Regions from separate parts of the Sus scrofa genome. Here all the other regions are linked to region 1. Evidence: chromatin contacts called from public Hi-C and HiChIP or PLAC-seq data. All regions are on one chromosome and are shown on one strand. Each heading gives the region's core, a stretch centred on a gene start, on an enhancer-like site or on the middle of the called end of the contact. The rest is flanking DNA. Distances are from core to core; before and after follow the strand shown. Region 1 holds the start of LSM5 (U6 snRNA-associated Sm-like protein LSm5). Region 2 holds the start of LOC100738822 (retinitis pigmentosa 9 protein). Region 3 holds the start of NT5C3A (cytosolic 5'-nucleotidase 3A). Region 4 overlaps NT5C3A (cytosolic 5'-nucleotidase 3A).

Region 1 (3,490 bases), core at 433-2,932:
TTTGTTTGCTTTCTCTTTTCAAAATAGAAGTGTAAAAAGTTCTTCCAGTGATATCATTGACATAGAGTGACATCTGGTGGTTGTCTCTCAATGTGTTTGTGGAAGAAAGTGAATACAAAAAGTCTGAAAGACACCTAAATACAAGATTAAGAGCAATGCATTTTAAAAAGTAGTAGAAAATAAAACATATTTTAAATCCCTCCTATCACAGAAAAGTTCTTTCTTTTTTCTTTTTTTTTTTTTAAGGGCCGAACCCACGCATATAGAAGTTCCCAGGCTAGGGGTTGAATTGGAGCTGTAGCTGTGGCCTACCTACAGCCACAGCCGCACTGTATCAGAGCCACCTGTGCGACCCACACCAGCGCTCAGAGCAAGGCCAGGTCCTTAATCCACTTATCAAGGCCAGGGATTGAACCCTTGTCCTCAAGGATACTAATCCAGTTCCTTACCTTTGAGCCACGAGGGGAACCCCCAGAAAAGTATTTCTTTAAAGCTAGCTATGGGTTTGCAAACTTTTTTTCCTTTGGTCTTTTTAGGGCCGCACTCTGCAGTCTATGGAGGTTCCCAGGCTAGGGGATCAAATCGTAGCTGTAGCTTCTGGCCTAGGCCACAGCAAAGCAGATCCCAGCCACGTCTGAGACCTACAATTGCAGTTCATGACAACCCCGGATCCTTAGCCCATTGTGTGGGGCCAGGGATCCAATCCCCTGTCCCCAGGTACTGGTTGGGTTCCTTACCACTGAGCCACAATGGAAACTCCTACACTGAACCTTTAAAAGAAGGTAGGGGAGTTCCTGTGGTGGCTCAGTGGTTAAGGAATCCGACTAGGAACCATGAGGTTGCCTGTTCGATCCCTGGCCTCGCTCAGTAGGTTAAGGATCCGGCGTTGTGCCTGAGTTGTGGTGTAGGTCGCAAACGTGGCTTGGATCTGGCAGTTGCTGTGGTTCTGGCGTAGTCTGACAGCAACAGCTCCGATTAGACCCCTAGCCTGGGAACCTCCATATGCTGCAGGTGCAGCCCTAGAAAAGAAAAGAAAAGAAAAAAAAAAAAAAAAAAAAGGTAGGGAGTTCTCCTTTGTGGCTTAGAGGATTAAGAATCCAACTAGTATACCTGAGCGTGTGTTGGATTCCTGGGGTCGTTCAGTGGATTAAGGATCCCCTTGTTGCTGCGAGCTGCGGCTCAAACCCACATTGCTGTGGCTGTGGCTAGGCCGGCAGCTGCAGCTCGATTTGACTCCTAGCTTGGGAACTTCCATGTATCTGCTCTGTGGCCTTAAAAAGAAAAAAAAAAAAAAAAAAAAAAAAAAAAGCGGTAGATTCCTGTAAAAAAAAAAAGTTTTTGCTTTTGTTTTTTAACAAAAATTGCAACACAATAAAATCAGTGGCGGAAAAAATATTTATGTTGGTCTTCAGAAGATCCTTGGTTGAAATGAAATATAACCCAGGGAAAATCAAACGACTCAAACGTTTCTATTTTGCAGTCTTCCAGGTTGAGGAATATTTTATTTATAAGGCAAGATATCTTTAATTTGTCTTGGAAACTTGGAGGGCAAAGTATCTGCTGAGGCCGCAGAATGTTCAACGCACTGATGTATTCCCCCGGATCTCGTTGCGGAGGAAAGAAGTGACTCCGAGCGATTCACGTAGGACTGGCCCGATCGCACGCTCGGCCTCAGATTGGTCGAGCCTGGCCGGGCTAGGGGAAAAAAGCGGAAGCGCGCTCTTTCAAACTCGCCTTCCCAACGTCGGTAGAGGCTGGCCACTTCCGGCGTAGCCATGGCGGCTAACGCTACGACTAACCCGTCGCAGCTGCTACCTCTAGGTAATCGTTGTCCTGTGGGGAGCTGGGGAGGGGAGCTGAAGGGTTGCGGGCCGAGGGCCAGCGCAGTCCTTGACTGAGTGTTAGAGAAATGTATCTGACCAATTGTTTTCTTTATCCGCGGCTCTTTGGGCTCTAAGGCTCTGAGGCCTCAGGCCGCCCGCGTCTTTTCGGCGTGGAAGGGTTTTCTTGAGCCAGGACTTTCTGAGTTCTCACACCAAACCGTCACTGGAAAAGGTTCACACTTAGTGAATGCGTCGTCGGCCTTTTTTGTTGTGAGTTCGCCTTTACAGTAGTGGATAGCAGTCCCATTCTTCTACCTGGCATTTAAAATCCCTAGGTTAGACCCTGTTGTCTGTCTGGCCCGTTATTGAGAGAGGTAGCGGGGTCTGCAATGAGCTTTAAAAGGGGACACTGGAAATTAGCTCTGATTGTCATTCATTTATTCCACAAACAGTTTTTGCGCATCTGTAGACTAGACATCGTAACTTAGCTTCAGGTAGCATTCATGCCAGCGCAGGAGACAGGATGCCAGACAATTAAACATCATACCAAGTAACAGTAATTCTGCTGAAGAGATATTCAAGCTGCTCTCAGAGAACAGAGGATAGCCGTCTTGGGGCTGGGGAAGACAGTTATGTCTTTTTCTAATATTTTGTATCTGAAGGGTAATTAAGTTAGTGGACGTGGCGGTAATTGGAAAGTTTTTTCCTTCATTGAACAAAAAAAAGTTTCTTTTTAGGCCCGCACCCGAGGCACATGGAGGTTCCCAGGCTAGGGGTCCCATTGGAACTGTAGCTGCTGGCCTTCGTTTCTGCTGCGCCACAACGGGAACTCCCGAGACCTGAAGTTTTTGAGTGAATCCTTTTCTTGGTTTATCTTTCACCATATGTAAGTAATAAGTGCCAGTAAGTACTCACATATTTCTTGAAGTAATGAATGTGCAAAATAATTTTTTTCACCCCTCCCCCCACTTATTTTTCTTTTAAAAAACCTGTATCTATAGAGCTTGTAGACAAGTGTATAGGATCAAGAATTCACATTGTGATGAAGAGTGATAAAGAGATTGTTGGCACGCTTCTCGGATTTGATGACTTTGTCAGTATCCTTTTAAAAAGTGGGGGTATGGGTTTTTCTTTGTTTTTTAATTAAAAAAATTTTTTTTTGTTATTATTTTTTATGTCTTTTCTAGGGCTGCTCCCATGGCATATGGAGGTTCCCAGGCTAGGGGTCGAATCGGAGCTGTAGCCACCGGCCTACACCAGAGTCACAGCAAAGCGGGATCCGAGCTGCATCTGAAACCTACACCACAGCTCACGGCAACGCCGGATCCTTAACCCACTGAGCAAGGCCAGGGACGGAACCCGCGACCTCATGGTTCCTAGTCGGATTTGTTAACCACTGCGCCACGACGGGAACTCCATCTTCAGTTTTTTTTAAAAAAGTAAGAACTATAGTCAGTGCTTACTGATTATTATAATAAAAATTAATTTATTCTCATGGAATTCGTGGTAGTGTTTTAAGGGGTGTGTGTACCCCTACCAATCGCAAGCAATTTGAATTTGAGTCATTATGTTAAATGTTATTTTTTTATTTTTATTTTTTGTCTTTTTGCCTTTTCTAGGGCCGCTCCCTCGGCATAGGGAGGTACTCAGACTAGGGGTCTGATCGG
Region 2 (3,490 bases), core at 323-2,822, 350 kb before region 1:
TTTCTTAAACTCATATTAGGATTTCCCATTGGGCACAGTGGGTAATGATCCAGCTTGTCTCTGTGGAGACACCAGTTGGATGCCCACCCAGTGCAGTGAGTTAAGGATCTGGCATTGTTGCAGCTGTGGCATAGGTCACAGCTCCGGTTTGGATTAGTTCCTTGACCCCAGAAACTTCCATATGCCACATGGGTGGCAGAAAAAGAAATCAGTACATATTAGATACATAAAGGACTATACCCGTCAAAAAGGTCATTGATTTATTGATCCAATCACTCAAGAGCTATAATATGTGCCAGGCACTATGTTAAGCATGTTAGACTGTTTAATAATTAAAATACAGATCTCAATCTTTTCCTTTTTTTTCCGCCTTAACCATGGAACAAAATAAGTTTGGAAAGGATATCTTAATGTATGTATGTGTAGTGCACTTTGATATTTCTACTTTCTATTCTTTTCTGTTTCATTTCATTGTTTAAAATATTGGCGTTCCCATCATGGCGCATCAGAAATGAATCTGTCTAGGAACCATGAGGTTGCGGTTCGATTCCTGGCCTCGCTCAGTGGGTTAAGGATCTAGCGTTGCCATGAGCTATGGTGTAGGTCGCAGATGAGGCTTGGATCTGGCTTTGCTGTGGCTGTAGCATAGGCCGGCAGCTACAGCTCCAATTAGACCCCTAGCCTGGGAACCTCCACGTGCCTCGCGTGCAGCCCAAAAAAAACAAACAAACAAACAAAAAAAAATTGCTGGCAATTCCCTAAGTGGATTTCACAATTCTCTAATGACTCTTGACTCACAGTTTGAAAAACATGAACACAGCACTTCTCAGTCCAAATAAATATTTGTGGAACGAACAATGTCAGTCATATAGAAAGATTTGGCACATCAACAGGTGTAGAACATGCGTGGCATCACATAGTGTAGTGCCATGTAGCATGGAGAGAAGTCTGTTTAAAACTCAAATCTGATAGTAAATTTCACCTGTATCTTCTTCATTACCTTCCTACCACACTTAGCATTGGGATCCAGGTCCTTCACAGGGTTTGATAACCTCATCTGGTTTGCCTCTCCAGCTTCATCTCAAGGCTCTGCTCCTTGCTTTCCAGGTTCCAGCTCCACATTGGCCTTCTCTCTCTCTCCTGTACATAAAGTACTCTTCCATGGGTTGCCCTTCCTCCTGGAATACTTTCCTTTCTTCTTTGCTCCACCAGCTCCTAGTCACCCTTTAAGCCTCTCCTGAAATGCCCCTTCCCCTGTGAAGACTTCCTGGCCAACCACTGGAACAGGTAACCCTGGATGTCTTCATAGAAGTGAGCATAATTGAAATGTTTTTAAAGCATTAACATACAAAAATATTTGAGTATTTGCTTTTTTATTCTTTTTTATTTTTTTAATTTTTATACAGCTTAAAAGGTTACGCTACATTTAGTTATTACAAAATATTGGCTACATTCCCTGTATTGTACAATATGAAATTCTAATATGTGAGTAATTATTGGTTCAACATTTTTCTTTCTTAAGCTTCCTGCCACAGCGTCTTCAGCGCCGAGGCTCTCAGCCGCCGCCAGGAGGCGCGCTCGGACGCCCGCACCCGGGGACCTGACGCCAGCGCCTGGCACTTAGAGCAGACATGCTACTGCGCGGGCCTGTCGGGTGGCGGGGTGCAGGCAGCCTCCGAAGGGACACCTGGCCGCCTGGCCAACAGCGGAGTGGCGGCAAGAGGGGGCGCTGCGGATCCAGGCGTGCACGACGCGGAGGAAGTGCTGGCTTCGCCGCGCGGGGCCGCCTCGGCGACGATGTCGTCCGGGCCGGGGAGCGACAACCCCAGGTCCGGGGGCGCGCGGCGACCGCGGGAGCCCCAGGAGCAGGAGCTGCAGCGACGCCGGGAGCAGAAACGGCGGCGGCACGACGCGCAGCAGCTGCAGCAACTCAAGCACCTGGAGTCCTTGTGAGTCCCTGGGGTCGCGCGGCGCGGAGTTGGCGCTGTAGGCGGGGCGCTCGGAGACCCGGGAATGGGCTCGTTGGGCCCGTCGGCCCCCAGAGAGCCGGGCGCCGGTTGAGACCCCGGGCGGCGTGACCCTCGACTTCCAGCCGACCCTCCACGGGGGAGGGTCTACCCCGAGGCCGGCCTCCGGCGCGCGGGGGCGGAGGTCGCGCCCTTCCCCAACGAGGCGATGGCTTTATTCCTGGAGAGGCGACGTCGATGTGCTCAGAGGCGCTGTTATGCCCTCGGGCGGGACTGGGGACGGGCCGCAGGCAAGTGCGGCTGAGCGCCTTGCTCCTTTCCTGTTTCTCAGTTCCAGGGGCTCTCTATGATCTGGATTAAATCCTCTTTCTTTTCGTCTTCTGCTGTTAGTAAGGGGGAAGAAAGCCCGATCCTGGAACGTTAGTGAAGTGAGGAATAAGCAGTGGGTGAGGGCTTGGTCCCTAAATATTCGGGAGGAGCTGTCAGGTGGAAGAGCATGGATAGGTTCTCTCAGGTCTTAAGGATTTTCGTTGTTGTTGTTGTTGCCGGGATTAAAGGTGGGAGCTACGGAGAGGCCAGTTATGGCTCAACAACAAGAATTAGGACCAGGTCATATATTCTTGATGGTCAGCGTGGCCTGACTTAGGAGGCACGGGCTCCCCCAGCTGCTTGGGCTGGAGGAGAATCCAGATAATCACTGAGAGGAGGGTGGCTTGTAAAGGAGATTTAACATCAGCTGGAAGCTTGGATTAATGACGCTTTCAGTTTCCTGTGATTCTGTCATTCTGTAATTAGCTTTAGAAGTTTTTTTCTAAGTTTGGTGTACACGGAGTTATTTGAACTATTTCTGTTTCAGGCATATCTCATACCTTGGAGACAATCATGTAAGGAAAGGTCCTTAAAGGGCTGCCCTTCTCATTAACCTTTTGGGAGCTTTGACACAAAATGCATTGCTCAGAGCCTGGCCTGCTCCTTTCCTTGTGGCTCTTGAGCTGAATTTCACCTCAATAGGTAGTGGTTGTGGATACAGGCGCTTCATTGCTGGCTTCCACAGTCTTGGCCCCTCCCTTCGAGAGATGCTGGGATCCTCTTTGCTGCCTGTGTAATGCCAGTGTTCAAAAATCTTTCCCTGGGTTAAGATCAGGTCAGTGCTTGGCCCCACCCAGCCCTCAATATCCTTAACTATAGGATGCCTGATGGTAGTTAATACTCTACATTTATTGTGGTCCACAGAGCACTTACAGATATCAGAGAGATTATAACCTCCTTTTGCACATGAAGAAATGCAGGTTCAGTACTTAAGTAATGGAATCAAGGCTGACCTGTAAACTAGCAAAACTAAAGAGAAACTGTGGCGTCTGATACTCAGACCAGTGGGATTTTTCAGAGGTTTTTAAAGTTCTGGGCTGTTGTCATATTTAGTTTGGCTAGTTCAAAGTCTTATTTTCTTTGAAATGAAAATTTATATTTCCAGAACCATATTTTCAGGAAGTTTAAACATCAAATAGTATGAAAAGTCTAAT
Region 3 (3,490 bases), core at 621-3,120, 310 kb before region 1:
CTTGAAAGAGACCGGGCCAGTGAGAACAAGTCCTGCTACTCATAAAGGGGAAATGATGGAAGAGGCAATGATTGATTGGGATGTAACGGGAAAAGGACAAACACCTCCTTGCTCCATCTTTATTCTGTTGTCATAGCAATTTTTTTTAACGTGAGTTGTATAAAACACATAAAATTTACCAATGTATCTATTTTAAAAGGTAAAGTACAGTAGTGTTAAGGATAGGCATATAAGGGAGTTCCCGCTGTGACTCATCAGGTTAAGAACCTGACTAGTATCCATGAGGATGCGGGTTTGATCCCTGGTGCCACTCAGTGGGTTAAAGGATCCAGGGTTACTGTGATCAGTGGTGTAGGTGGCAGACATGGCTCAAATTCAGCATTGATGTGGCTGTGGCATAGGCTGAAAGCTGCAGCTCTAATTCTACCTTTAGCCTTGGAACTTCCATATGATGCATATGTGGCCCTTAAAATATATATATACATATATATATATATACACATATATATAGACACATAGTTCTGTAACAGACCTCTAGAACTTTTTCATCTTACAAAACTGAAACAACATTCGCTGAAGACTCCCCCATTTCCTCTTCCTCAGAACCCTCCACCACCACTCTTTCTGTTTCTGAGTTCAACTACCTCATATAAATGGAATAATGCAGCATTTGTCTTTTTAATGAATGTCTTATTTATCTTAGCATGATGTCCTCAAGAATCATCTGTATTGTCAAATTCTGCAGAACTCCCCTGTTTTAAAGGCTAAATAGTATTCATTTGATGTAGGTATCACATTTACCACATTTTCTTTGTGCATTTATCTGTCAATGAGCATTTAGGTTGTCTCCATGGCTTGGCTATTACGTATAGCGCTGTAGTGAACATGGGAGAGCTTAAATTTGAGTACCTGCTTTTAACTTCTTCTGAATACTGGATCATATAATTGTTTTTAATTTTTTTGAGGAACCTCCGCGCTTTTTCCACAGTGGCTACACCAATTTACATTTCCACCTACAGTGCACAAGGGTTTCAATTCTCTACATCCTCAGCAGCACTTTTTTTTTTTTTTTTTTTTGCCACATCTGCGCTATGTGGACATTGTTTCACCAGAGGTCAAACCTGCACCAGCAGTGACATAGTCAGATCCTTAACATGCACCACCAGGGAACTTCTCACCAACACTTTTAACTTTACATTTTTTTTTTGACAATGATCATCTTAACTTGTATGAACTGATATCTTGATGTGGTTTTGATTTGCATCTTCCTAATGATTAGTGATCCTAACGGTTAGTGATATTGAGTATCTTTTCATAAGCTTCTTTTTTGGCCGCACCTTCAGCACATGGAGGTTTCTGGGCCAGGGGTTGAATCTGAGCCAGAGCTGCCAGCCTACACCACAGCCACAGCAACATAAGATCTGAGCTACACCTGTGACCTACATCGCATCTTGCCGCTAGGCCAGATCCTTCACCCGCTCAGTGAGGCCAGGGATCTACCTGTATCCTCATGGATACCAGTTGGGTTCTTAACCCGCTGAGCCACAAGGGGAACTACATCTATTGTCTATTTTTTAATGGAGATGTTTTTTGTTGTTGTGTTCTTCACGTACAGGAGTCTTTAATATAATTTGGGTGTTAACTCCTTATCAAATACACGGTTTGCAATTTTTTTTTCTCACATTCTATAGGTCGCCTTTCTACTGTTTTATCCTTTACTGCACCCTGCAGTTTGTCGTAGCACTTTAAAGCCAAGCTACTGCGCAAATCAGACTGCTGAGCCGCCATGCCTTCTGGGGGTTGTAGTCCTGAGGTCTCAGGAGGGCGGAGGATTTTTTTACCGGTGTACCTTGTTTGCAATCAGATTTCTATCGGGCAGGGCTGGAATGAACCACTGCCTGGCCCTCATTAGCAGAGAGAGAATTAATACAATTCCCCTTTTCTGTCCTTGCACAATTCTTCAACCGCTTGTCTCTGAGAAGACAAGCTTCCCTCCTCGGCCTCCCACGCAGACCAGGCTCCCTAGCCCCCTTGGGTTCCCCGGCTCAGGCGTCTGTGGGCGGGGCTTTCCATTGGGGCGGGGATTTCCTGGGGGGCGGGGCCAGGCCGGGGGTCCAGGCTTCTCCGCCAGCCTGCGGCTCTGAGGCCTGCAGCCGTCCAGCGACCTCTTCTCTTGCAGCGGGAGGCACAGGAGGACCCGTCCATGGACCGAGCGGCCGTGGCGAGGGTGGGCGCGGTAGCGAGCGCCAGCGTGTGCGCCCTGGTGGCAGGGGTGGTGCTGGCCCAGTACATATTCACCTTGAGGAGGAAGACGGGCCGGAAGACCAAGATCATCGAGATGGTGAGTATCGAGGCTCCTCGCCGGAGCGCTTGGGGGGCCGCGGTGGTCTGTTCCGGCCTCGCCTTCCCGCGGCGGCCGCTGCTGGAATTTGAGGGGCCTTCAGGGGACCCTTTCGCCCCGCGTGCGGCGACCCTGCGGTGACCTGGTCTGGACCCTCAGCGGCGGCACGAGGCTTCCCGTGGGCTTTGTTTCGTCTCCATTTGAAACAAAAAGGCAGCTAATGTGTGAAACGGGCTACCTCCCGAGGCGCCCCTCGTGTTTTTCTAGAAATAAGCGGAACTTTCTGGGCAGGTTTCTCCCTCCTTCCTCCGTCCTGCGCAGACCGTTGCTGCAGCCCAGTTACGACTGAGTTGTTTTTGCACCGTGGCGAGGATGAGTTCCATTATGAAAGGATGTAACTCCTCAGTGGGTGATTAGAGGAATGCTGGTTGGAGTTCAGAATAGTTTTCTATTTGAATGTTATTCCTTCGTGTCCCAAACTGCCGGAAAGTATTTGTGTTCATTTTTTTACCACCACCCCCAAACCTTTTACATAACGTTTTTGAAATTTATTTCTAGTATTAGAGTGTTTGGGAGTTCCCTTGTGGTTCAGCGATTTAAGGGCCTGACATTGTCAGTGCAGCGGACCGGTGGCTGCTAAGGCTGGGGTTCCCTGGCCGGGGAACTTACACATGCCTAAAAAAAAAGTGTTTGAAGAACCCCGTTTGAGGTACTGTATTATAATGCTCCAACAGTGGGGATGTTTTTATTTCTGCAGGGTTTTTTGTTTGTCTTTTTCGGGCTGCACCGGAGGCATGTGGAAATTGTCAGGCTGGGGGTCAAATCGGAGGAACTGTGGCAGTGGGCCTACTTACTCCTCAACCATAGCAACCGCACCTGCCACCTTAGCCCTCTGAGCAGTGGTGTCAGGGTCCTAACCCACATCCTCACAGATACTCGTCGGGTTCTTAACCCACTGAGCCACAACAGGAACTCCCATTTTTGTGTTTTAATTAGGTCCCATCAAGACAATTTCCTCAGTGAGTTGCATTCTGATATATTTACTGGAGTGAATAGTCCCATGTTTACGCCTGATAATGTAGTGCATGCGGGGACTTCTGGGGTTAACAATTTTTGACAGATTTAAATAATATCACTTCAGGTTTGTAT
Region 4 (3,490 bases), core at 490-2,989, 280 kb before region 1:
AGAATTTGGTCTATACCACCTTAATGTAGAGACAGGCCAGAGACGTGAAGGCAGGGAATATGGCTATCAGTCAAATTTAGAAATACATAATTTTCAGAATAAATCATGAAATCATCCAGGTATATGATAAGTGAATAAATGTACCAGTCTGAATAAGTGGCTTTAAACTCTACTTTTTTTGTATAAGATTTAAAAATCTGTGCTTTTTATGTCCTCACATAAAAATTGTAGTGCCTACTCCTTAGCTTGTACCATATCTGAACATTGGAAAACAAAAAATATATTCTCTGAGAGCTTCAGATAGAAATTCTTAAGTAATTTAAACTAATTTTTATGTGGGCCATTTTTAGGAAAATACAAGTAGACATCATTAGGACAGTTTTGTGACTGCCATGCAGATGCTTATTTATGTCTTGTCTCAATGTATCAAGTGATAATATCACACAATATTATCAAATAATCTAATATTGCTATAGAGTTGTGAATAAAACTATATAACTTTGAAACCAACTTCTTTAGAAATCATTTTGAATATGGAAGTAGACTAATAATTAGGAGTTCATGGAGTTCCCGTCTTCGTGGTGCAATGGCTAACAAATCCGACTAGGAACCATGAGGTTGCGGGTTCGATCCTTGGCTTTGCTCAGTGGGTTAATGATCCGGCGTTGCCATGAGCTGTGGTGTAGGTTGCAGACATGGCTCAGATCCCCGCATTGCTGTGGCTGTGGCATAGGCCAGAGGCTACAGTTCCGATTGGACCTCTAGCCTGGGAACCTCCATATGCCACAGGAGCGGCCTAAGAAATGGCAAAAAGACCAAAAAAAAAAAAAAAAAAAAAAAAGCAGTTCATTTCATCTGTATAATACAGTATATTAAAGATCAACCAGAATACCCTGATTCTTGTCAGGAAAGCTTTGGTCCTTCCCCAGCATTTTACATTGTGGCCTTAGAAAATAAATTTGTTTTCTTTCGCTCACAAATGATGGAAAACTTTAGCCCCTTATTTATCTTTCATAAAATTATAATCAGATTGGAAGTTTTTTGAATAATTTGAAACAACTTACCCTTCAAATTTCAAGTATATTATTTTATGCACTACCAAACAGGCAGGTGTATTTTGTCCAAGAGGAATATGAGGAAGGGATTTGAGGAGGTAACAGAAAGATGTGACATAGGATGAAGTGCATACTCCTGCAGTATGCTTCATAATGTTCTGATGGTCTGATACTCATTGACATATCATACATTTTAAAATTATAGTTCTTAGGTTGTATTCTAAAATGCTTGAGTAAAATGCCCAATGTTTCAAGTTCTTGAGAAGTATTTATCATATACTTTAGTAATGTATGTGTATTGTGGAAGGGGGTATATATATGTATTACCATGTAATCCAAGTCAGATATAATTTTTATATTTCTTACACTCATGTCCTCCACCCTGTGGTATCCTTTGGAGAAAGTAGCTGCTCTTCCATCTGTTTTCATCACTGTTATTTCACTCCAGTGCTATTTGTATATTCACTACTCATTTATCTGAAAATGAATGGTTGTATGTTATGCAGAAGCAGGGATGTGAAGGTCTTTAGCCAGTGGTTCTCTTTCAAACCACAGTTATGTAAAATAAACCGATCTGTTAGTTGTAAGCTTAGCAGAAACCCACATACTTTGAAGAGGCCTTGGTGTTATACTCCATTATCTGAAACAGGTTCTTCTATCTTACTTAAATATGGCTTTTTATTTACTTCCTTTTTTTGGCTGCACATTGCAGCATGTGGAAGTTCCCAGTCCAGGGATCAAATCTGAGCTGCAGCTGTGACCTTTGCCACAGCTGCAGCAATGCCAGATCCTTAACCCACTGCCCCAGGCCAGGGATCAAACCCACACTGTCAAAGAGACAACACCAGATCCTTAACCTGCTGTACCACAGTGGGAACTCCTAAATATGGCTTTTTAAAATTAAATGTTTTGTACGATGTGATTTGCATGAGGCAGGACATCTTCATCAGCATAGACACACTGAAATAAAATGTTTAATTTTCTTGGTGAAAGTACCATAGGTGACATATATACCCTCTGTTGCTTTCAATAATAGTTATCAATCAAGCATATGCTGGTTATTATGTATCTACCAATTAAGGCAGAGGTAAGAGCAGAATTTCGTTAGGAAATGGATACTCCTAAAAATATTCATTATATGCCTATAGTATTTGTAAGTGAGCTACGGAAGTGATATTCTAAAACAGCGGTGATTCCTTAAACTCAACAGGAAAATTGTATAAACATCATATCCCTAGCTGCTTCTTGTGACTCAAAGTAGTGGGTAATTTGTAAAAATAAATGAGTGGATATTAATGAATAAAAAAAGGAATGTAGGAAGAAGTCCCTGTTGATTTTTCTCATCTATTAAGAATTACTATAAAATAAATTATTTAGGTGATTTAAATAATGTTTTTTATTCTTTTGAACTCTTTAAAGTCCAAGTAAGTAAAAAGGATTGCTGTATAAAGGTTAGTTGCATTGCACGTTATCCTATCCTATTTAAATATGGCTTGTGGCTTTTTAAAATTAAGTGTATTATAGATTCAGGTCTTTCATTCATGGAGGAAAATTTAATGTTCACATTTCTCTTTCCTGTACACTTCTGTATTCATCTTCCAGTCTTAGGAAAACATTGGCTTTTTTCTGATTTTCTAATTTTTCCATTACATAGAGACAACATGGGACCTAATAGACTTGTCAGATTTTCTTGTAGCAGAGATACAAGGTCTGGGGAATTTTTCAGAACTGTGTCCATAACACTCAGGAAATACATTAATATTGATGGTGATAACATAGACTAATAGCGTATAAAATAAATAAAGATTATTGGATACATACCACTATAGAGTCTTAATTTGAGGTTCAATCATTGATTGTCTTAAACTGTGAGCTGATTATTAAATGATCCATAGTTTCCTATCCCTAGTCTTCTTGTATAGCTGTGCTTGTGCTGATTTTACTCTGATCAATTTCATTCTATCTGTGATATGGTAGCAAAAAGAAATTATATAACATTAAATTATTGAGCAAAACTAAAGCCTGCATAAAGCAGCCTAGTAACAAGCTTAAGCGCAGACGGTCTCATACTTTTTGATGATTGTCTTAACATGAAGTAAATCCATTGTAACATTATGCCAAGAACAGTGAAGTTATCGGGGATTTAGTACAATAACGGAACAAAGATCTTGATGCAACTTTTCAAATTAAATATATTAAATATATTTTAGTTATTTGTACAAAGGTAAACTTGGGGAATAATCATGTAACATTTATGTCCTTCCTGCCAAGAAGTTATTTAAAATGTAAGTATGAATACAAGCTAAATCTTAAGCAGAAAGATTTTTGTAAGACTCAAAGTTCAAATGTTCTCTATTCAATTGTAGGATTTTATTTTGAGTGAATTATGTTAAAAATATTCTTAACTATATATGTAATAATACTTTCAAAAAGTC

What was found. A called contact is a pair of places that touch in the nucleus more often than the background predicts. HiChIP or PLAC-seq counts read pairs in DNA pulled down with a chosen protein or histone mark.
Region 2: a contact with region 1 is called in a Hi-C map of embryonic fibroblasts, with 3 times the contacts expected there. The contact joins the promoter of LOC100738822 here to the promoter of LSM5 in region 1. A contact is called at or near these places in 3 of 5 promoter capture datasets (fetal liver, fetal skeletal muscle and liver), 29 of 47 Hi-C or Micro-C datasets (adipocytes, alveolar macrophages, blood and 14 more) and 2 of 2 datasets of contacts at active chromatin or transcription factors (alveolar macrophages and skeletal muscle).
Region 3: a Hi-C map of liver shows a contact between it and region 1, with 2.0 times the contacts expected there. The contact joins the promoter of NT5C3A here to the promoter of LSM5 in region 1. A contact is called at or near these places in 2 of 5 promoter capture datasets (fetal liver and liver), 25 of 47 Hi-C or Micro-C datasets (adipocytes, alveolar macrophages, blood and 14 more) and 2 of 2 datasets of contacts at active chromatin or transcription factors (alveolar macrophages and skeletal muscle).
Region 4: an H3K27ac HiChIP or PLAC-seq map of alveolar macrophages shows a contact between it and region 1. The contact joins the enhancer-like site here to the promoter of LSM5 in region 1. A contact is called at or near these places in 5 of 47 Hi-C or Micro-C datasets (blood, embryonic fibroblasts, liver and 2 more) and 2 of 2 datasets of contacts at active chromatin or transcription factors (alveolar macrophages and skeletal muscle).

Annotation. Positions count from the first base shown.
Region 1 is chr18:40,750,708-40,754,197 of Sscrofa11.1, forward strand. LSM5 (U6 snRNA-associated Sm-like protein LSm5) reads left to right here and starts at 1,683. Exons shown (of 4, transcript XM_005673273.3): 1 at 1,683-1,821; 2 at 2,825-2,920. The coding sequence starts at 1,776.
Region 2 is chr18:40,395,979-40,399,468 of Sscrofa11.1, forward strand. LOC100738822 (retinitis pigmentosa 9 protein) reads left to right here and starts at 1,573. Exons shown (of 7, transcript XM_003484045.4): 1 at 1,573-1,949. The coding sequence starts at 1,798.
Region 3 is chr18:40,439,020-40,442,509 of Sscrofa11.1, forward strand. NT5C3A (cytosolic 5'-nucleotidase 3A) reads left to right here and starts at 1,871. Exons shown (of 9, transcript XM_003360167.2): 1 at 1,871-2,341. The coding sequence starts at 2,204.
Region 4 is chr18:40,469,217-40,472,706 of Sscrofa11.1, forward strand. All of the region lies in intron 1 of NT5C3A (cytosolic 5'-nucleotidase 3A), which reads left to right. Among named protein-coding and RNA genes, the nearest start is that of NT5C3A, 30 kb to the left of the region's middle. Within about 2 kb of position 1,740, at least 1 of the 83 cell types and tissues checked has an H3K27ac peak or open chromatin away from gene starts, as enhancers often do. A contact at or near this core is called in alveolar macrophages, where this site is marked.